Regions from separate parts of the Sus scrofa genome. Here region 1 is linked to region 2. Evidence: chromatin contacts called from public promoter capture Hi-C data. All regions are on one chromosome and are shown on one strand. The core of a region is the stretch at or near the end of the contact, and the rest is flanking DNA. Distances in the headings are between cores, read along the strand shown.

Region 1 (5,123 bases), core at 2,026-4,525, 2.1 Mb before region 2:
CACTTGGATACAAAAAATACATAATTTTCCTTTACAGTCTACTAAAATAGATGAATATCTTCTCTCTTAGAAGCATATAATTTCAGGTTTATTGAAAGCTTTCAGTAAGTGATCTTTTTCTTAAAATAATCGAGGTTTTGATGGAAAAGCGAAAATAAACTTTGTTCTCTCAAACATACAATTTCTGTATGTTTTTACTTTTATTTTGTTGGGGGCATCTTTACTTTTTACCATGCATTGTCTTACTACAATTTCTGAAATCCAAGAGAGGTAAACTGAATACAATAAAGATTGCATTATTTGTCTTTTATTAAAATCATTTTCTGTTCATTCCTTAAATTGTGTACACAGATTGTAATTTTATGTGTAGATTTTATTTTTAAGTGTTACTTTAATGTAGTTATTATGGAAGGCTTTCATTTATTTAAAAAACCATGTCATTGTCTAAATCATTTTGATAGTCCTTTTGCAGAACTGTTCAAAAAGTTATTTCATGTACCAAATATATACACTTTTTGCAATACTTTGTCGTATCTTGTTTTTAAAAATTAATATATATTATACTTCTCACTCCACAGAATGAATGATTTTCACCTGTTTTCCCAAATTAAATGCACTCAATACGAATTTAATACTATTTAGACTAAGTATGACTATAATCTCACAGGCTCTCCAAACAAACAATAAAACAGAAAAAAAAAAGTACCCAATAGCCTACAAGTATCTAAATGTTTTCCTTCTATACTGTCTTACCTTAAGGACTGAACTGTGGTACATTAGTAAACAACAGCAACAGACAAGCAAGAAAATCCTAATATTCTCTTAAAACCACATATCATAGCCATTGCTTGTAAAACTGTTGGTTCCACTTTAGTTAAGCTACAAATCTTTGTGGGCTAAAAATACACCCAAATAATGTATTAAGATTGTGATTTATTGGCAGATATATGAGTTTTGAGAAAAGGCTTTAAAATGTCTCTCTTTTAAGAGCCTCCAATGCTTTCACAAGTTTTCAAGCTCTAAAAATACAAAAATGGTGAAACCTAATTTTCTTGCCTGTTTCCAAATCATCATATATTCGGAATACAACAACATATATAGTAGAGGAAAATGCAGAAGTGAATGCCCTAACCTAAACAAAGGAATTGGTGACAGCATTTTTAGAATTCATGTTTCCACCCACCAATTTTGTGTTACAGGCCATCTGCACCAGAGGACTTGAATTTGCTGTCTGGCCTACTAAAACTGACCAAGCACTTAAACGGTCTGAACCTAGCCAGAACACAGATTGGGACTTGAACCCACATGCCTGGACTCAAACCCAGCCTAAAGCCAGATTGGAACTTAAACCCACAGTTTTAAATTTGAGTTACTTACCCTGCGTTTGGACTCACCAAGTCTCAGGTTCTTTATGCCTCCACACAGAAGGAATTCAGCAAGAGACAAAGTGATAGGTGAGAAGCAGATTTATTAGGATAGGATGTTAGTAAGAGATGCAAGCAGGCAGGCAAGGAAGCTCTTCGAGGAGCTGGTGGGCCACAGTTTTATCATCCTAAGGGAGTGGGGGTTGGAAAGGCCTGCCTTTTCATTTCCGGGAGTAGTAGCTCTTCCTTGGTACCAGGTAAGGTGGTGTATTCAAATCAGCTGAAGGTGATCTTTACATTTTTGCCCTAGGTCTGACTCTGAATGCAGGCCTCAACCTTTCCCCCACCTAATGACCTGAGGCAATGCTTGCACCTCCACTAGTTAAGCAAGCCTGCCTTATTTTGATGGTTTTCTTTAATTTACAATGGGCTCCCAATATCTCCCAGGTTTCCCTCTTTATCTATGATCCCCTATTAGGATTTCTATAACCACCTGTGCCTACTCTAGCCCTATCACTATTGCTTAATTAATTATTATTATTTTTTTTTACTGTAAGGAAAGAAGGGTAATAGGAGACTCCTAAAGACCTTTTCTACCTTTGCTACTATCCCTGGGCAAGAAGGAGGAATTATCCTTGTAACCAGATCCTTCTAGTCTCTGCATTTAATTTTAAGCAAGAAAGTGGACAACTAAAAAGCTGTAAGATTGATGGAAAACAGCAGAGGGCAGTATTTACTCATCGCTGAATCATCTCTGGTATCAGAAAAGTTTTAAACTTGGAGGGGTCATTGTGGCGAAAAGTAAAACACACGCCCTATATTTACATTACTTGCCTTAAATTCTTATTTTCTAAATGGTTTCCCTTAAAGGATAAATAATACCTGATTTCTAGTCACTTTTTTCTTTCTTTGAAGAGCCGAATTGTACCACAAAGATTAGCTTCAGTAAATATCAGGGAAATTAATCTGAGTGCCTTGCATGGCAAGTGGCTATTTTTAATATTTCACTCTATTCATTTCTATTTTTCTCATATATACCCTTTCTCAAGACAAAAACAAAAAACAAACAAAAAAAACAAAACAAAAAGAAACAAAACTTCATCAGGATTCCATTGGTTATAAAATGTCTGGGAGGAAATACTCCAACAGAGATCAAAATTCCAAACTTTGCAATAGGAAAAGATCTCCATCTTTCCAATGGGCTACCATTGTTATTGTTGAAACTCTAAGGTTTGGCTACTGGCACCTGGGATCCATTTGGGAAGGGAAACAAAACAAACAGAGTTCCCTTGGCTTTTCCTACAGGAAATCCAAAGTGCAGTCAGTACCTAGGCCTTGGTGTCCTAGTCACCTGACAGTGGGGGAGGGACAAATGGGGACAGGTTCAGGGTTGATCTCAACCTGGGCTGCAGTTAGCTCGCTCTGTAGACAGAGGAGGCATGAGGAAGATTTGGTTTGGATTCTGTCGGGTTGTATTGTAGAGCAGCTCCCTCCTCTCCCATCGCAAGAGAAGGGGCAGGAAACGGTTAAAGCAAATCTGCGCTTTGCATTCCCAGACAGGCTTTGCTTAATCCTTCCTCCCGCTCTAACAGACCCTCACCCCCCGCCTTTCTTTTATTTCTCTCGACCCCCTTACCCCTGAGTTATTACTAGCATAACAATCTAACGGTCTTCTCCCAGACCCCGCCACTAAAGTTATTTATCTGCAAACCTGACCCCACCCCCATCTATTCTGCGGCAGCCTTTTGCTGTTATTGCTGTAACGCCGGCCAAGATTTGACCAAAAAAAAAAAAAAAAAAAAAAAAAAAAAAAAAAAAGAAAAAGAAAAAATCACCCCCCTTCCCAGCGCCTCCTACTCGCAGATCTCCCACACCCGACAGCCTACAGTCCTCCAGGAGGCTGGAGTGATTAGCATCCGGAGAAGCCAGTCGGAGGCCGAAAAAGTCCGAGAGCGCTGGCGGTAGGAGTGCCAGGCGGGGCTGCTTTAGCTCCGGCCCAATGGGGATGGGGCGAGGGAGGGGCAGTAGGTGACAGCACCCGGAGTTAGGGGGAGTCCGGCGAACTAAAGTGCGGGGATCAATGAGTGGCGAGCAAAGTTTCTGTGTCTTGCTCTAGCTCGCGGTCTTCCCTCCCCCTCTGTTTGTGTTTCGGCGACGCGCTGTGTGTGTGTGTGTGTGTGCGTGTGTGTGTCTGCGCGCGCGCGTGCGGCGGGGAAGGGGCGGGGAGAGTGTGGGGGACCAGCCGGAGGTTGAGAGGGGCTCAAGGAGCTCCAGCTCCACAGCGGTACTAGCTTCAGCCGGGGCAGGCAAGAGGGAGAGCGCTGACAGCCGCCGTCCGAAGCTGCTGCGGGCGCTGCCACAGCCCAGAGCGGATTTCCCCGCCTACACAGCCACGGGTGAAGGAGAAAGGGGGACCAACCACCACCCCCGCCCCAAACAAAAAGCCTTGTGGATTACAAAGTGAAACTGACACAGGACAATAAAGGGAAAGGGCACGAGGTCAGGGGCGAGGCGCACTAGAGAGGGCTTCTGACTGGGGCCGCCGGAGAAGGATCCCCCTGGCATGGTTAGGGGAGGGGACTCGGGGACAGAGCGCTGCTCCTGTCCGACCCTGGCGAGGCCGAGAAGAAAGAGGGACCTGCGCTCGATTTGGATGTACAAATAATGGGTCGGCAGGCGTCCTGGCAGAGGTAAAAAAAATTAAAAATGCCGAATAGCGCTGGATTTTGCCTGCGCCTGACTACGGGCTCGAAGCCGCAGCAGGGGCGGCGGCGCCGGCTGGAGGAGAAGGGACAGAGCTGAGCGCTCCGGGATACCGGAGCCCCAGCGCCGCTGTGAGCGCTTGGAAGGCAGTTTTCTAGCTGCCCGCGCTCAGACCCCGAAGCCTGGGCCTCAGCGGCCACTTCTGCAGCCCTGTTGGAGGGGCGTTGCAGCCTTGTTCTTGAGGAGAGGGGATTCGAGGAAATCCCTCGTCTCCAGATTTTGGGAAAGGAATTCGAGAATCTCCCGGCTCCTCATCGACCCCTCCCCCGTGAGCAATTGTTCTTTCCACACACCGCTACGGACGTTTGTCCTTCCCTCTTCAGTTTCTTCGCTGTGGTAAGTTCTAAAGTTTCTGAGGACAATTGTTTGCAACTTCATTCCTCATTAACCTCAATCTCTCCCAACTCACATCCACCTGGGCGAAAACGCTGACTCTCCCGGATTCGAAAACAAAGTGAAGGGGGAAAATAGAGAAGGTTTGAGAAACTTTTCTGGGAACTCATCAACGCACAGGAGTGTCCGAGGAATGCCTGCCGCTTTCCCCCAAGGCATCTCTCTCGCACTAAGCATCCAAATGGCTACCTTGATCCTTTTGCTGATGCGACTTGCTTCTGTTGGGCAGGAGATTCTTTGAAATAGCAGAGCTCTCCAAGCCATCGGCTGCATGTTTGCTGGGGCTACTTAATCCCCGTCATCGTCATCACTTTTTTGCCTCACCTCTTCCTTCTCTATATCACACTGTTCCAGGGAGCCAGGAACATGGACTTGGCAGCAGACAGGGCTCCTGGCCGCCCGTGGCTCCCGCTGCCCACTTTATCATTATTTCAGCTCCTTCGCGTCTTTTGGCTGCTGTCACTGCTCCCAGGGTCGGCCCGGGTCAGCGGGGCGGAGCAGCGCCAGGTGTTTCAGGTGCTGGAGGAGCAACCTCCTGGCACGCTGGTGGGTACCATCCAGACGCGCCCTGGCTTCACCTACCGGCTCAGCGAAAGCCACGCC
Region 2 (4,857 bases), core at 48-2,547:
CCCCATGCATTTCTCTTCGAAAACATTTCTATTAACATAATATTAATCATATTTTATAGAGAGAGGTGTATTTAACTTTCCTATTGTTAAACATTTTGTTTTCAGCTTTTCAGTTGTACACATTTTATAAATTTTATTTTCATCCTTTATTTTTCTTATAATAGATCTCTAATTGAAATACTGAGTTCTGAGAAGGAAATATAATCTAGGGGTGAATGACTTCAGTTCTTGGGTGACTTTGTTGCCTGTTAGCCATGTGACCATTAACAAGATTACCTCTCTAAGCTTCAATTTCCTTATTTTAGTATAGTGATATATATATATATTCATACACATGTGAATAGAACAAGTAATGAAGGCAATGGCTGAATCTCAGTAAATGCTTTATTTTCTACTTACAAAAAATATTTGGGGAGTTCCTGTTGTGGTTCAGGGGGTTAAGAACCCCACATAGTATCCATGAGGATGCAGGTTTGATCCCTGGCCTCATGCGGTGGGTTGAAGATCCTATATGGTGCAAGCTGCGGTGTAGGTCACAGATGCAGCTTGGATCTGGTGTTGGTGTTTCTATGGTGTAGGCCGGTGGCTGCAGCTCTCATTCCACCTCTAGCCTGGGGGAACTTCGATATGCCGTGGGTGTGGCCCTTAAAAAAGTTAAATATATATATATATATACACACACACATACACACACACATATATACATACATGTATTTATATTTTTGATGTAGGTATTTGCAAATGACAAGAAAAATTTATCTGTTTACACTTCCAACTTCAAAGATGAGAAAACTTAAATTATAAAATTTTGAGTTAGAAAATGAACACGCAGTTTTTTCACATTATTGGCACCAATTTGAAGCTCCTTTCTACAATATCTGCTTGGTAGAACTGTGAAAACCAAGGAAACATATCTAGACCTTGAAGACATTGCTTAAAAGCGTCCTTTCCTTGAGGGGATGGAGTTTACCTCAGAAAAAAAACCCAGGCAGAGAGCCTCAAAGGTTTTGGATAGCTGTTTGGCGTAGAAACAAAGAGCAAACTGCAAGAAAAAGAAAAAATACCGGTGGGCCTTCGCCTGTTTTAATACGTTAGGCTGCTCTAAAGGAGTCTGTTTAGGAGAGCGTAAGCGCTTAAGCTTTAGCTTCTATTCCTCTCAGACTCCCTCCTAGAAATTTCAGTTCTTTGGCTCCTTTCAGTCTTTTGCTTCTCTCTGAGAAGCTTCGCCGTCTCCCTGGCAACCTGAGCTGTTACCAATTGCAGCTGAGGATTGGTAATCACGTGGCCTCCGCCCTTCCCCAGCGGAGGCAACATGGCTGCCCCGGTGAGCTATGGCTGTGAGGTCTGAACTTAACGCATTTGTTAACTGCTGTGTGCCTGGTGATGGCGTTGTGCGGTTCGCGTCAGAGCCCGGAGGAGCTCCCTGCAGAACCCCCTTCACAAAAAGATGAGGATTGTGATTCTGAAGATCGGGTCAGCGACTCGGAATCTTACTCCTCTACGAGTTCCGATTATAAGTAAGGTTCTTGGAGAGGGACAATTAAATCCATCCCTTCTGTCCGGAGATTGTACACGTGGGCTGGGGGGAAGACTTGACGAGTGTTGGCGTGGTAGAGAGTGAGTGTTTGAGGTTTTGTTTTGTTTTTCAAATGGGGTTTATTTGCACCACCTTTCAGTCGTGTGATAAAGTGTGCCGAAATGACTGTACCATTCTTTGTTACTGTAGGTTTTTGTGACTCTCAGAGGTTGAGGCTCTCTTTGTAGTGGGTTCTGTATTATATGAGTGTACCTGTTAGAGTGTTTATAAATTCTATTCTGTCGCAGTGTCTTCTTGCTTCTTTGGTGTCACGATCTTTGTGACTTTAACCTCATTAGTATTTAGAGTGAAGGGACACTCCACTTTTTAGAAGTCTGCTATTTAAATTATGTAGATTTTTTCACTGTTATGAAAATTAATAGATATGTAAATGAAAGAAAATGCACCCTAGTCTCACCATCAAGGACAAACTCTCCCAGCAGTGTATATTTCTGCTATATTTTCCTATACATCCTCATAATTTTGTTTTATATTTTATGTCATGTGTAATTTTTAAATTCAGAACATCTGTTATTTTCTACTTAAAACAATGAAAAAGTTATTTTTATTCACAGTACCCAATGCTGTTGCAGTTTCGAAGGCATTTATCCCTTACTGCTATGGATTAAGAACTTTTGAAAAAGTCAAAGTAATGGTAGTGGTTGCTTAAAAATGGCTAGCAGTGAAAAAGTTCTTTAGTCAAAATATCAATGACTGCCATATATAGTCATTTTTAGGATGGCATTTTTTGTATATTTAGGAATAACAGTTACAGTTATTTAATGTGTATTTAGAAGTATATTAGTTATTTGGCGGTTATTTTCACACATAGGTATGCAAAACATTTTTATCATCTTTAAAAGCATGGAGGGAAAACCATCATTAATGGTTGCTTAAATATACTCACAAGGCTTTTTTTTTTTTTTTTTTGCTTTTTAGGGTCACACCGGCAGCATATGGAGGTTCCTAGGCTAGGAGTCTAATCGGAGCTACAGCTGCCAGCTTAGGCAACAGACATAGCAGGATCGGAGCCGAGTCTGCAATCTACACCACAGCTCACTGCAAGTGGGATCCTTAACCCTCTGAGTGAGGCCAGGGATTGAACCCGAAACCTCATGGTTCCTAGTTGGATTCATTTCTGCTCTGCCACGATAGGAACTCCTACTCTCAAGACTTAATGAGGACAGATTGTATTGTGGAAGACTTGAACAAATTTAAGGATATGAAATATCCTTCTACTGTAGTCATTTAAAAAATAATGGCAAAATTCATGGTTATCAAGCAAGGATGTTGGAAGTGTGGATTATATGAAACCTTGTTTGTTCTTGCTATGGGAGTCATAGACAGTGTGAGACTCAAACTCTTGGTTTCTCTACATCTTATAATCACACATTTTTAGCCCAAAGAGAATCTGTAATTACCTCACAGTCACAAAATTGAGTGTTGTCAGTGTAGGAATTTAAGAGACTAGGTTTTAAATGGGATGTGCTGATTTTGGTGAATGAAGATAAATGAGCAAGCTGAGGACCTTGTGTTACAAAACTTATTTCAAAGCATTTTGTGATTCAGAATACATGTATGTGGAGTTCCCATCGTAGCTCAGCAGAAACAAATCTGACTACTATCTATGAGGACGCAGGTTTGATCCCTGGCCTCGCGCAGTGGGTTAAGGATCTGATATTGTCATGAGTGGTGGTATAGGTTGCGGACACAGCTCGGATCTGGTGTTGCTGTGGCTGTGTTGTAGGCTGGCAGCTACAGCTCCAATTCTACCCCTGGACTGGGAACCTCCATATTCTGCAGGCGTGGCCCTAAAAGAAAAAAAAAAAAAAAAGAATACATGAATATATGTATTATATTTTAGTTTTTTACAAAATGGTCATTAGGAGTTCCTGTTGTGGCTCAACAGGTTAAGAACCATATATAGTGTCAGTGAGGATGCAGGTTCCATCCCTGGCCTCGCTCTTAAGGATCTTGAGTTGCAGCAAGCTGTGGTGTAGGGCACAGATGTGGACTCAGATCTGTTGTTGCTGTGACTGTGGTGTAGGCCAGCAGCTGCAGCTCTGATTCAGCACCTAGCCCAGGAATTTACATGTGCCACAGGTACAGCCTTAAAAAGGAAAAAAGAAGGTCATTAAACTTTTTATATCAGTCATTCACTGATCACACCATATGTTCCAGTTTCATTACCCTCCTAATAGTAAAGGTGCAGTAAATCTCTTATAAAATGTTTCTCTGGTGTGTATTTCATTTCCTACCAAGATTCAGATTTTATGACTGTTGATTCTTGATGTGTAAGATTTGAGAGCAGTTATGCTGACCTGACCAGGTAGGCTTCTGTTCTGTTCTTTCCTTATGATATTTACCTTCCTAAGCTGCAGAGTTGCCAATATAAGAGTGGCCTTCCTAGCTTGGACAGGTCACTGGAACAGGTGGATCAATTGTATAAGGATGTGAACCTAATCTCTTTCATAAAAGCTGAGAGATAGGAATTACCTCTTGTCCTTCATTGCCTATGTAGAGGTTATTAAGGAGGCTATGCTACTTAGTGATTCACATAAAGTATCTTGAAGTTTCTAGTTAGTTAACTTCTGCATATTCCTTCTGGAAATTATCATTGTTCCTTGCATGCTTTATAACTGAAAACCAGTTTGAGCTGCAAATGATTGCCAATAGAGAATTAATGAGTTTATCATTTCTTAGATAAAATTTCTTTAGGGTACATTCTGGTGTAGTACTTTTCATAGGTTTGTTTAAGACTTATGATTTAAGAGGAAAATGTTAGATTAGTGCACTACATCTTAACTTGGCATATTGGCAAGTCCCTGAGGAAGCTTCAGAGGTAATATTGATGGGTGGGTTAGGTTAAAGAAAACATTGACTAGTTTCAGCATTGAAATAACAGAAATTATACATTTACCTGCAATAATGCCATTGGTTTACATTTATCCAAGTCATTGAAGTGACATTAGATTGTGTTGGCCAGAGTTATCAATTTTATGACTTAGATTTTTGATTTTTCCAAGTGAATTGTTTGTTTTAACGATAGTTTTAAAGATAGAAAAAAAAGATACCTAAAAGAATTTAGCTGTAAAAAGCTGAGGAACTTCCACTGAAATAAGAAGGATGGCTGGAAAAGAAGGGAAATATGTCCTTTACATTTTTTTCTGGGATTTTTAAAACATCTCTATTGAAGTGTAATTGACATACAGTAAACTGTATTTAAAGTGTACAGTTTGCAGAGTTTCCATTGTTGTGTCAAGGCGCTGCGGAAACGAATC

Evidence for each region. Promoter capture Hi-C pulls out the DNA fragments that hold promoters and counts their contacts.
Region 1: a contact with region 2 is called in a promoter capture Hi-C map of fetal skeletal muscle, with 14 times the contacts expected there. The contact joins the promoter of FAT4 here to the promoter of INTU in region 2. A contact is called at or near these places in 1 of 5 promoter capture datasets (fetal skeletal muscle) and 1 of 2 datasets of contacts at active chromatin or transcription factors (skeletal muscle).

What each region holds. Positions count from the first base shown.
Region 1 is chr8:99,310,283-99,315,405 of Sscrofa11.1, reverse strand. It overlaps FAT4 (protocadherin Fat 4), which reads left to right and starts at 3,275. Exons shown (of 22, transcript XM_021101611.1): 1 at 3,275-5,123. The coding sequence starts at 4,887. The region is part of intron 1 of LOC106504728 (a long non-coding RNA gene); the gene reads right to left.
Region 2 is chr8:97,201,099-97,205,955 of Sscrofa11.1, reverse strand. INTU (protein inturned) reads left to right here and starts at 1,297. Exons shown (of 17, transcript XM_005666876.3): 1 at 1,297-1,517. The coding sequence starts at 1,384.